Regions from separate parts of the Mus musculus genome. Here regions 1 and 3 are each linked to region 2. The links are chromatin contacts, called in public HiChIP or PLAC-seq maps. All regions are on one chromosome and are shown on one strand. Each heading gives the region's core, a stretch centred on a gene start, on an enhancer-like site or on the middle of the called end of the contact. The rest is flanking DNA. Distances are from core to core; before and after follow the strand shown. Region 1 overlaps Hivep2 (human immunodeficiency virus type I enhancer binding protein 2). Region 2 overlaps Aig1 (androgen-induced 1). Region 3 overlaps Hivep2 (human immunodeficiency virus type I enhancer binding protein 2).

The links. HiChIP or PLAC-seq counts read pairs in DNA pulled down with a chosen protein or histone mark.
Region 1: a contact with region 2 is called in a FOXA1 HiChIP or PLAC-seq map of pancreatic cancer cells. The contact joins two enhancer-like sites. A contact is called at or near these places in 2 of 484 Hi-C or Micro-C datasets (cortical neurons and muscle stem cells), 2 of 115 datasets of contacts at active chromatin or transcription factors (effector CD8 T cells and pancreatic cancer cells) and 2 of 9 other capture datasets (adipose tissue and liver).
Region 3: a BATF HiChIP or PLAC-seq map of CD8 T cells shows a contact between it and region 2, with 7 read pairs. The contact joins two enhancer-like sites. A contact is called at or near these places in 5 of 484 Hi-C or Micro-C datasets (the C2C12 cell line, Th1 cells, adipose-derived mesenchymal stem cells and 2 more), 2 of 115 datasets of contacts at active chromatin or transcription factors (CD8 T cells and memory CD8 T cells) and 1 of 9 other capture datasets (pancreatic islet).

What each region holds. Positions count from the first base shown.
Region 1 is chr10:14,016,568-14,019,613 of GRCm38.p6, reverse strand. The region is part of intron 1 of Hivep2 (human immunodeficiency virus type I enhancer binding protein 2); the gene reads right to left. Among named protein-coding and RNA genes, the nearest start is that of Hivep2, 52 kb to the right of the region's middle. Within about 2 kb of position 1,598, at least 164 of the 459 cell types and tissues checked have an H3K27ac peak or open chromatin away from gene starts, as enhancers often do. A contact at or near this core is called in adipose tissue, cortical neurons, muscle stem cells and 1 more, where this site is marked.
Region 2 is chr10:13,831,579-13,834,754 of GRCm38.p6, reverse strand. All of the region lies in intron 1 of Aig1 (androgen-induced 1), which reads left to right. Among named protein-coding and RNA genes, the nearest start is that of Aig1, 36 kb to the left of the region's middle. Within about 2 kb of position 1,869, at least 108 of the 459 cell types and tissues checked have an H3K27ac peak or open chromatin away from gene starts, as enhancers often do. A contact at or near this core is called in the C2C12 cell line, CD8 T cells, Th1 cells and 5 more, where this site is marked.
Region 3 is chr10:14,043,663-14,046,905 of GRCm38.p6, reverse strand. The region is part of intron 1 of Hivep2 (human immunodeficiency virus type I enhancer binding protein 2); the gene reads right to left. Among named protein-coding and RNA genes, the nearest start is that of Hivep2, 79 kb to the right of the region's middle. Within about 2 kb of position 1,690, at least 130 of the 459 cell types and tissues checked have an H3K27ac peak or open chromatin away from gene starts, as enhancers often do. A contact at or near this core is called in the C2C12 cell line, CD8 T cells, Th1 cells and 2 more, where this site is marked.

The sequences.
Region 1 (3,046 bases), core at 349-2,848, 190 kb before region 2:
ACCCCTAGCTCTGAATTTCAATCTCTCACAAGTTTCAAGCGATAAATTGCTTGCTTGTGAGTCACCCTGCTTCTCCAAGGAGCGAGTTCTCAAAGGGAAAGGAAAGGGTTTGGGTAGGTGAGCTTTGCCTGGCACCTGCCTCTCTTTCTTTCTCCTACAGTCATTCGAATTTTAAATGACCAAAACTGAAACAACATGACTTGGCAGGTGATAGGTTTTTGCCATTAGGAAGGCTCATGTGAAAGGAAGAGACAAAAATAATTACAAAATGTCCCATGCCCACTTCATGGAACAGAATGAAACCAAAGAGCTATGAATAAAATACTTCCAGACAGTTTCTTCACCCCACACTTCTTTCTCAGGGTACCAGAGGCAGAGATTATCTCCTAATTTGGTTCCTAGGAAGCAAACTATCAAGAAAGTTGTTGCAGTAAGACTGGTAATGCTACATTAAGAGAAAATGCCCTGATTTTGGAAGGGGTGTGTGGGGGAAATAACAAAATTGGTAAGCAAAATCAGTAATTTCTTTTCATAGTGGAAATCGTCTTAAAAGACCAGAAAAGTAATTCTACCTAAATGAGTAAATGTTATAATTGCATTTCAGTAAAAAGAGTGTTTACATTTTGTCTAATTGGCATTTAAAGAAACCAAAATCATCACCAGAAAGATCGCCACCCACAGAGGCAGCCTAGTGTGCCCTGCCTCACATGTGACCCCCACCCACCTGCTTAAGCCCCGCCTTCCTTCACGCCACAGGAAATTGGGAATCACTTCTGCAAACAAGTAGCAGGAGGAAATGATAAAGACAGGAAGATAAAGAGGAGGAAAGAAGTGGTGTGGAGACAGACAGACAGACCATTTGGGGGAGAGCACACACAGCGTTTTAGATATTGGGGCCAATCTGGCTACAGTTTAGTAATCTTACATTCGTTCGAAAGAAAAAAAAAAGTGGGAAAGGAAGCAAATTAAAAATTCCTGTGTGTTAGTTATAATTCATCTCCACACATATACACAAATGCACAGGTCTCCATAGCTTGTCAAAATAAGGTGCAGGTTAAAAAATAAAATCAGTGCTACATGGATAGCCAACTAAACTCAAACACAAAATTCTTATCACTGTGCCTACTCAACATCTTAAAATTTAGAACCTCTGCTCTTATTCATGGCTAACAACAGCAACAACAATTCAGCTGCTCATGGATCTTTCCAGCAGATATGAAAGGCAACCTCTTAACTAATTAGAATCCTATGCAGCTCTATCCAACCCAGAGTTGCCACCCTCCTCCCCCAGCTGCCCACAGCGGGGGTTCTAACTATCCACTTTCTCGGTCCGGAAATGCACCTTTCCCCACAGGCAGCCACAGCGAAGAGCTAAGGAAAGAGCTGAGCCAGGGATTCGGCTGTTCACAAAAGGAATTCCCCTCCCTTCCCCTCTTTCTCCCTCCCCCTTCTTCTTCTGTCCCTCCCCCGTCATCACTGGTGAATAATATCCCTCACTACCTGCCTTGATCAACACCGTGAGCCCCTGTCTTCAGGCATGCAGGGAATTTAACAGCCTGGAAATTCCTGTTGTCCACTCGCTGAGGTCACAGATAAAGCTAAACAACAGCCGTGGCTCCCATCAATCATAAGTCACTCGCTGGGAGAATGTATGGAAGGAGACCTGATGTAAGCGAGTCACCAGAGAAAATACCCACTGATGACGCATATCCAGGCATAAAAATAGTCACAGGGCCCTCAAAGGGATTATTCAACAGCCTACATTTAGACTTTCTTACAACAGACCTGAAGTCAATGTGCCACAGTAAGTGGCTGAAGTTTAAGTTCAACAGACAGAACCAGGAATAGTTGCTTTAAACATGCTCCCACCGTAACAAGCTGTTTAGTAAGTTTTAGCATCTCTTTCTAAGCATCAAACAGTACCAACCAGCCATCTCACAAAATGCCACAGCATTGTTAATTCTACTCACAACTTTCAAAGCACAATTTCTGCTTATAACACACATGGCCTAAGAACATTAGACTCAAGCAGTCCAGAGATACATTGTCACCACAGGAGATACATAGTCACCACAGGAGATACATAGTCGCCACAGGAGATCCATAGTCATGGCTGTTTCCTCAACTGAAGGTAGGAAAATAGTACAAACTGCAGTTGTGAATCTTTTGTCTCTGGAAAACATGCTTTTAAGTGGAATAAAACTTAATAACAAGGTACACCACAGAAGCTGACATTCTGCTCCCTGTCTTTGCGGTTATAATTGTTCAGAAGTGGTTGGATCATTTATAGGAATAATTATGGTGTGTGTTACATACACCTGCTACATGTGGAACATTTATGTGCTCATTAAGATTAATAGCTCATGAGCATGACCACTGTTCAACAAATGGGTGCATGAAAATAAGAAATGATGAGATCTTAACCAAGCAAGTGACAAAATATTAATGATGGCATAAAGCCTGGATTGTTAGGTTGTTGTTGTTGTTGTTGTTGTTTTATGAGGAGAAAAATATCTTTTTACGTGTATCACAATTATAATAATAATTCAAGTTATTTGTTCCTTTCCCATCCTACTCAAACATATGTGCAGCTTGCAGATCAGAAAAGGCTGGATTTTGACATATTTTCTATCTGAATATCTAAAAATGTTCCCCTCCAAGTTTCCTACGGCGAACAATGAAGGAAACTGGCTATCACAGACCCTAAAATTCAGCCTCAGGATTTGAACACCTCGCCTGCTTGCTATGTCCTCCTCCTTGTTAGCCTTACTTGGCGATTCTCCGAATAATGCAGATTTCCACTGTTGTCATGCAAATTTATCAGCCACACAGAAGGGATCTGTGATAGAGTTGATCTCAGTACCTGATGTTACTGGCTGCCCTGCCTACACGACTAGCAAAGGGCTCTTAGCAACAAGACTGTCACTCTGACAGAGCATTGCGGGCTTTTGTTTTAGAAGTATCTGACTTCTCTGGAACAGCAAAGGTGACACCTTTCTCTACTGGTAAGCTCTTCACCACTTTCCTCAAGTATGATAGCAGGGCT
Region 2 (3,176 bases), core at 620-3,119:
ATTTGGAAAGTAATCTTATACAATATTCTTAATTGATTGGCTCATAAAACACCATTTACGTATCGCAGATGAAGGGTTTTAGATTTAGAAATGATGCTGCAGATTTGCATTTTGACATTGACCCATCAGATGACGTCACGTACGGTGTCACTACCCACTGTGCCATGGTGACGCTCAGATTTTTCTCACTGTGACTGAGAATTTCTCATATGAGTAAGTAAGGTATGCTTCATCTATGTAACTAATAGTTATAAGAGCCTTCACATCTGTATCTGAAAAAGACTGACTCATATATTTACATGAAAATCCAAATATTTTATGTTAGTTCATCAATTGAAGGCACCAAGTGTACCATTGACTGTATCCTAGAGCTTTTACATGAAGAATAGTAGCGAATTCCTGCATGGAAAGTATGATGGAAATCTAAATTAGGCCTTCTTCCTTGCGCCTGTCTCCCGGGTGAATTTCCTTATTCTGTGGGTTACATAAAACACACGAGTGAGTTCCAGATACTTACGCTTCATTGGCACCAAGCCAAATTTCTATTTTCTTTTCCTGTAGAAAAAAAAATGATGCTGTCGGATTTTTGCACATAGTGCACCACTAGGTTTTTTGAGCTCACCCAACCCTGCACTGATTACCCGGCCCTTAAAATTAGAGGGGCTGAGTTACAGGGAAAGGATTGAAATAGTAGCATAGGATACGAAAAAAGATGAACTGAAACACAATAGAGAAAATAATAGAGTTTCAACCTACTCAGTGATCAGTTATGAAAGTTAAATATTATCAACACAACTGGAGCGCCTATGTTCCTCTTATGGCCTCTTCTTTTCCAGAAGTACTTGAGTTTAGTGCTGTTTATGTAGTTTTATTTGTGTGTGCCTGTTCGAGTGTACACCACATGTGTGTGCTCCCAGAGACCAGAGAGGGCGTCAGATCCTCAGGAGTAGACAGGCAGCAAATTGTCTCAAGGCCAAGCCAGCCCTCCAGTCTGAATTCAGTGTTATTGATCTCTGGGTGTTTCTTCCTGCTCACTGCACGTGCCCGTACCATGTCCTTATATTTGTTTCATGATTTATTTTAATAGTGTCAAAATATGCCATTTCCTGCCTCTGTTTTTAGTTCACTATTTTTTTGTTGCAAAGATTGAAACCTTTTTGTTATGAGGTGAGAGTTTTCTTGCATAAGTCGAGCATAGTTTATTCAGTCCACTATTTAAAAACAACAACAACAACATGTCATTGCTTCAACTCTGGTAAAGCAGTGCGAGCTGACGCTGACTTTCTCACATACCGAGGTTTCTTTAGGGCAGTGCTTCTCGGCCTTTCTATGCTGTGTCTCTTTAATACGGTGGGTGAGCCCCCAATCATAAAATTGTGTGTCGTGTTGCTTCATAACTGTAACTTTGCTATTGTCGTGAGTCATAGTGTAAATATCTGTGTTTTTCGGTGGTTCTAGGCGACCTCCATGAAGGGGTCATTTGATTCCCAGTGGGGTGTCAACCCACAAGTTGAGAACCGCTGCTGTTAGGAAACTGAGTCACCAGATCAAGAGAGCACGGCAATCTCTACACTATTACATCTCTGTTGTTATTCACAGTGTTTGTCTGAGTTGCATTCCCACAATGAGCTTTCTGGCTGAGTTAGAATTATTTGTATCTCTATTTTGATGAGAAAATGCTATCTCATTGCAGCTCTCATTTGAATCCTCCCTGGTATTGGTCACACAGGACACTGGATGTTGACCAACAGTCACAGAGAATAGCACTCCCTGGTGTGGTCATCAATGCCTCGCCCACACTCTGTGAGGGCTGACAGGGAGCTGACAGAGATCCAGACATCTTTAGTCTTACGATATGACTTGAGAAATTCCCTAAGCATAGAGTTGTTCTCTGACTCATCTCTGGTGATCAGAACCTGATGCTTTGCACACTTCTGCTTCATTTCCACTTGTGGCAATCTTCGAAGCGCCCGCTCTGGCTATTTATACAGCAACAATAGACTGGAAGTCATGGAAACTGAAACCAGTTTAAATTCTGAGTAAAACTGGAGCATGACTACTGCTTTGGTTGACTAGTAATAGCAGGGTTTGAGGGAGCTCCCCAAAGCCTACGCTGCTAACAACATGTGTGCTATGAGGCTGAGCTCACAGCTGGAAACAGATGTTTCTAGGAACTTTCATCGCCTTATTCTGTGCTCAAGTGAGGGACCATATACAAAACTTCTACAGACTTCCCACTGCCAATGTGGGAATGCCTTTTCCCCTCGCTCAAGTATTTGCCAAGTTCTATAAGGTAAGGAGAATTGTATCGCTTAAAAATAGGTCATTAGCAAATTATTTCCACTTGAAGAAGTCAGAAGACTTCTTAATCTACCTTTGGTGTAAAGTAGGTAAGATTGGACCCAGGGATCATATTCCTGCCCCTTCTAAAGTTTTGTTTAGCTATGTCTTGGTATGCTGCCCGGTTGCACTCAACATCCACAACTTTGACCCTAGTTCAGGAAATTGACAAATTATTGGTTTGTTCTATTTCCTGGTTCTCACCCACCATGCTCTGGCCCAAGGAAAGTGTGGCCGTTGTGAATGATTCCATTTGTAATTGATTTGGGAACAGTAAAACGGGTAACTGTAGTATACAGTGGTCATAGCACCTCTACAGTACTGTGGAAAGATTTGATTTCATAAGTACTAATAACCTAAGTTAGCCATTTAATTCAGCATCTAAAATAGAAATTTGTTCCAAATCAGGGTGGATTTTTCTGTTTAATTAATTGAATTCTTTGTCGCCAGCTCTCACTCCTGTGGCAGACAAATGCCTAAGTCCAAGTGATTAGAACACACAGGACAGTCTCCCTGCATTTGGCTCATTCATCTGCCCCCCCCCCCCTGGCATTTTCTAAACCTCATCAGTGAGTAGAAACAGACCTCAAATGTGAACTGTGAAATAATACCTACCCCACTTAGATAATTAAAAATTTTCCTGTTGAGTCTATGTAGGGATGTGTGTGTGTGTGTGTGTGTGTGTGTGTGAGAGAGAGAGAGAGAGAGAGAGAGAGAGAGAGAGAGAGAATGGGGAGGGAAAAGAATGTCTTAAGAAGAATGAAAATGAAAGTAGTGGAGTCCTTTTTTTTGTTTTTTGTTTTGTTTTTGTTTTCTTTTCATTTTGAATCATTTAT
Region 3 (3,243 bases), core at 441-2,940, 210 kb before region 2:
AAAATGTACAGAAACCACCATGGAAGCGTGTACAAAGTGAATGCAATACCAATCCATTTTTTTTTTCCTGCCACTTCAACATTATCATAATGCCCCAGGGCTTTGTTTTCCCCACAGAAACACCAGATTTTAAGATGCATTTGAAATCTGAGTCTTGATAAAACATGTTTGTTTGCTAGTTCTGTTGTTAGCTTTTTTCCCCCCAGTAAGGGCTGGCACTTTTAGAACTATCTCTCATCTGCGTTTGAGTGTACTCAACAACTATTATCTCATTACTTTACCACATCCTGGGAAGGGCTAAGTGGCAGACAGCATCCATCCACTGTCCTCCCTTTTCACTAAGAAGCAGCAAGGGGTTAAAAAACCAAGACCTTCATACTCCCCAGATCCACTTAACTGCCCTGGCCAAGCTGCCTCCAAGGAGAGGAAAAAATATCTCCTTAGATCAGAATGGAGACAGGCTTGCTGTACAGTGCCCTTGTGTTAAACCTAAGAGACAGATGCAAGACGCTTACTCCTCTCTCGTGGTAAATAACTCCAACATGACTGATGCTCCACAGAAATCAATAGCAGGGACGATTGCCTTTTTTGGAACTGCCTGGGCAGTCAGCTGGAGAGGGGGCACTGCTAATCCCAGGCATGCTGCCTGGATCATGCACTGAAAACAGGCTTCACAAAAGAGAAGGGCGAGTAGCTTACTTATTAAAGAGACAACTGTAAAGTCTGATACAAACAGGCAAGCGTAAAGCCTCCACTACACAGACCCAAAGCTTGGCTTGGCAACCAAAAAAAAAAAAAAAAAAAAAAAAAAACCCAAAACAAAACAATAAGCAGTTGAAAAAGTCTAGCCCCCCTTCATCCCTGAGATGACACCGCCACTGAGAAACAGTCTGCAGAGAGGGCTGGTGGAGATGGGCTCCCCAGTGACCCAGAACCCACAGCAGGAAGTAGAGGGGAAGCCTCCTCCGCCTGTCTGACACTAACCCAGTGAAAGACTGCAGTGGAGACCATGGGGATTTCTCCTTTTGCTTTGGTTCTGAAGCAGCCTACACTTTCCTCAAGGCCAAAAGTCTAGCTGACAATTGCCTAAATCGTGTTCCCCAAGGTCGTTCCTTTCTGCACTGCCCACCAAGGCAAGGGAATCCATGTGACCTTGAGGAGGATGAAAGTCATTTCTGACCCCACTTTTAATTCTCAACTGATTTAACTGAAACCAGACACTGGGTGCCAACAACGAGAAGTTTAAAACATTGTACATGAAGCTTGGGCTGATGAGCAAGTCACAAAATGATATATACTAACACCCAGTGCTGCCTGTCAACTTAAAAATTAAAATAAAATAAAATAAAATAATGAAGACAGAAACTCTATCAGCTCCTTTACAACAAACAGGCCTGGTTCGTTTACAACTCCTGGAAATAACTCTGGGTCGGTCAAATGTTCTTATTTCATATGTTCTCACCGGCTTTCAGGACTGGGGCACATTGTTTCCCCAAACACCATCCGGCCATAATGACCAGGTTACCACTGATAATTATGCTCGCCTGTCTATAGGTTTGTCAGCTAAATGAATCCACAGACGCCCGTCATAATGAGCAGAATTCAACTTCTGCCACAGCTGGGCTGACCACATCACATTAGGAAAACAAGCTCTTTGCAATAACCAGTTCTGGGCATCACTGGTTAAAAAAGACTAGTTTCCTGTTTTTCTCAAAGACTTCACAATGTGGGTATTGCTATTTTTTACCCCACCCACACTTCTTCTCTTTAATTGCTGAAGATTAGATGCTGTAAACACCTAACCATGGGTAGTGTGTGTGTGTGTGTGTGTGTGTGTGTGTGTGTCTGTGTGTGTCAGGTGGGGTTTGTCCATTCCTAGCCAAGGCCTCACCTTGGCTGAGACAGGACTTGGGGATTCGGCATGAACTTCCCCGCAGCCTCAACTCAGAAAGCTGACCTTGGAGCTGGGCCTGAGCTAGGGAGGTGCTGCAAGCTCTGTGCTAGGTCCTTGTAGCTGACACCAGAAATGGCAGTTTGGGGGAGAAGACCACTTACAAGTGGAATTGCAACTCAGGTTTGCTAAGCAAATCCCACAGTTAAGAGTCTGGTTAAAAAAATAGTTACGAATCTATTTTTAAAAAAAAAAAGCAAGTATGAAATGCCAACCTAGCATCTACTTATAACCATGGAGAGGCGTCCTTCTCCCTCACTGGAAAAGGCTGCTTTCTTTTTCCAGGGACGTTTAAGGACATGTTTAAGGTACAAAACAGCATGGCTGCTCTGCTTGACCCCCACCACCTCAGTCAAGACCCTGTTCTAAAGTCAATTCCTCCCAGACCCTCCACAAACTTACAGGGGGCGTGTGTGTGCACGGAAGCACATAGCTGCATTTGTGCATCCCTGTCTGTCTGTCTGTCTGTCTGTCTGTCTCTCTCTCTCTCTCACACACACACACACATACACACATACACACACACACACACACACACACACACACACACACACACACACGTGAATGAGAAGGATGATCTGTGTCTGCCTCCTGGGGGAGTGGGGGAGGGGTGCAACAGAATGTGTGCATCACTGAAGCCAGCAGCCCCCCAGGCTGAGCCTAGGTAACAGCAAGCAATGGGTGAGTACTTCCTGAGCACTCAGCCCGGCCTCCAGCCTCCCACTCCGACTTCCGATGACCTGTGTCTCCCCTCCTCTGCCTACATTCTGGTCACCACGTCTCTGGAATCCCTCATCCTGCGTTCCTTTGCATCTGCCTTTCTCACAGACCAAGAGCTCTGAGAGGTTGCATGCGGCAATAGCCGCTCAGCAAACACCGGATGATCTGTGACAGGAAAGTCACTTTTGACTGACAACTTTGGAGTTAGTCAAGTACACAATCTATTTTTTTTTTAAATCTGGAAGAAAAAAGTCACAATTAGGAACAGATTTCTGCCTATAGCTCCTTGATCTAATATTGCGACTTTGAAGCTGTTTTTCTTTAAAACTTTTAAAATGTTTTCTTTAAAAGTCAATGAAGACAGGGGACTCCAGGGGAAATTAAAATCTTCGTTTTGAAGGAGTGAGGAAAAGTGGAGGTCCCAGTTTGAATCTTCAGAGCCTGCAAAAGACGTCAAGCACAATTTTGGCTACTCTAGAACTGGGATGGAGGAAAAATGGAAGCAAGCGCATTCATTCTCTTACTCTAGCCTACTCTACAAACACTGGGTTCAGTGAGAAACCCCATCTCAA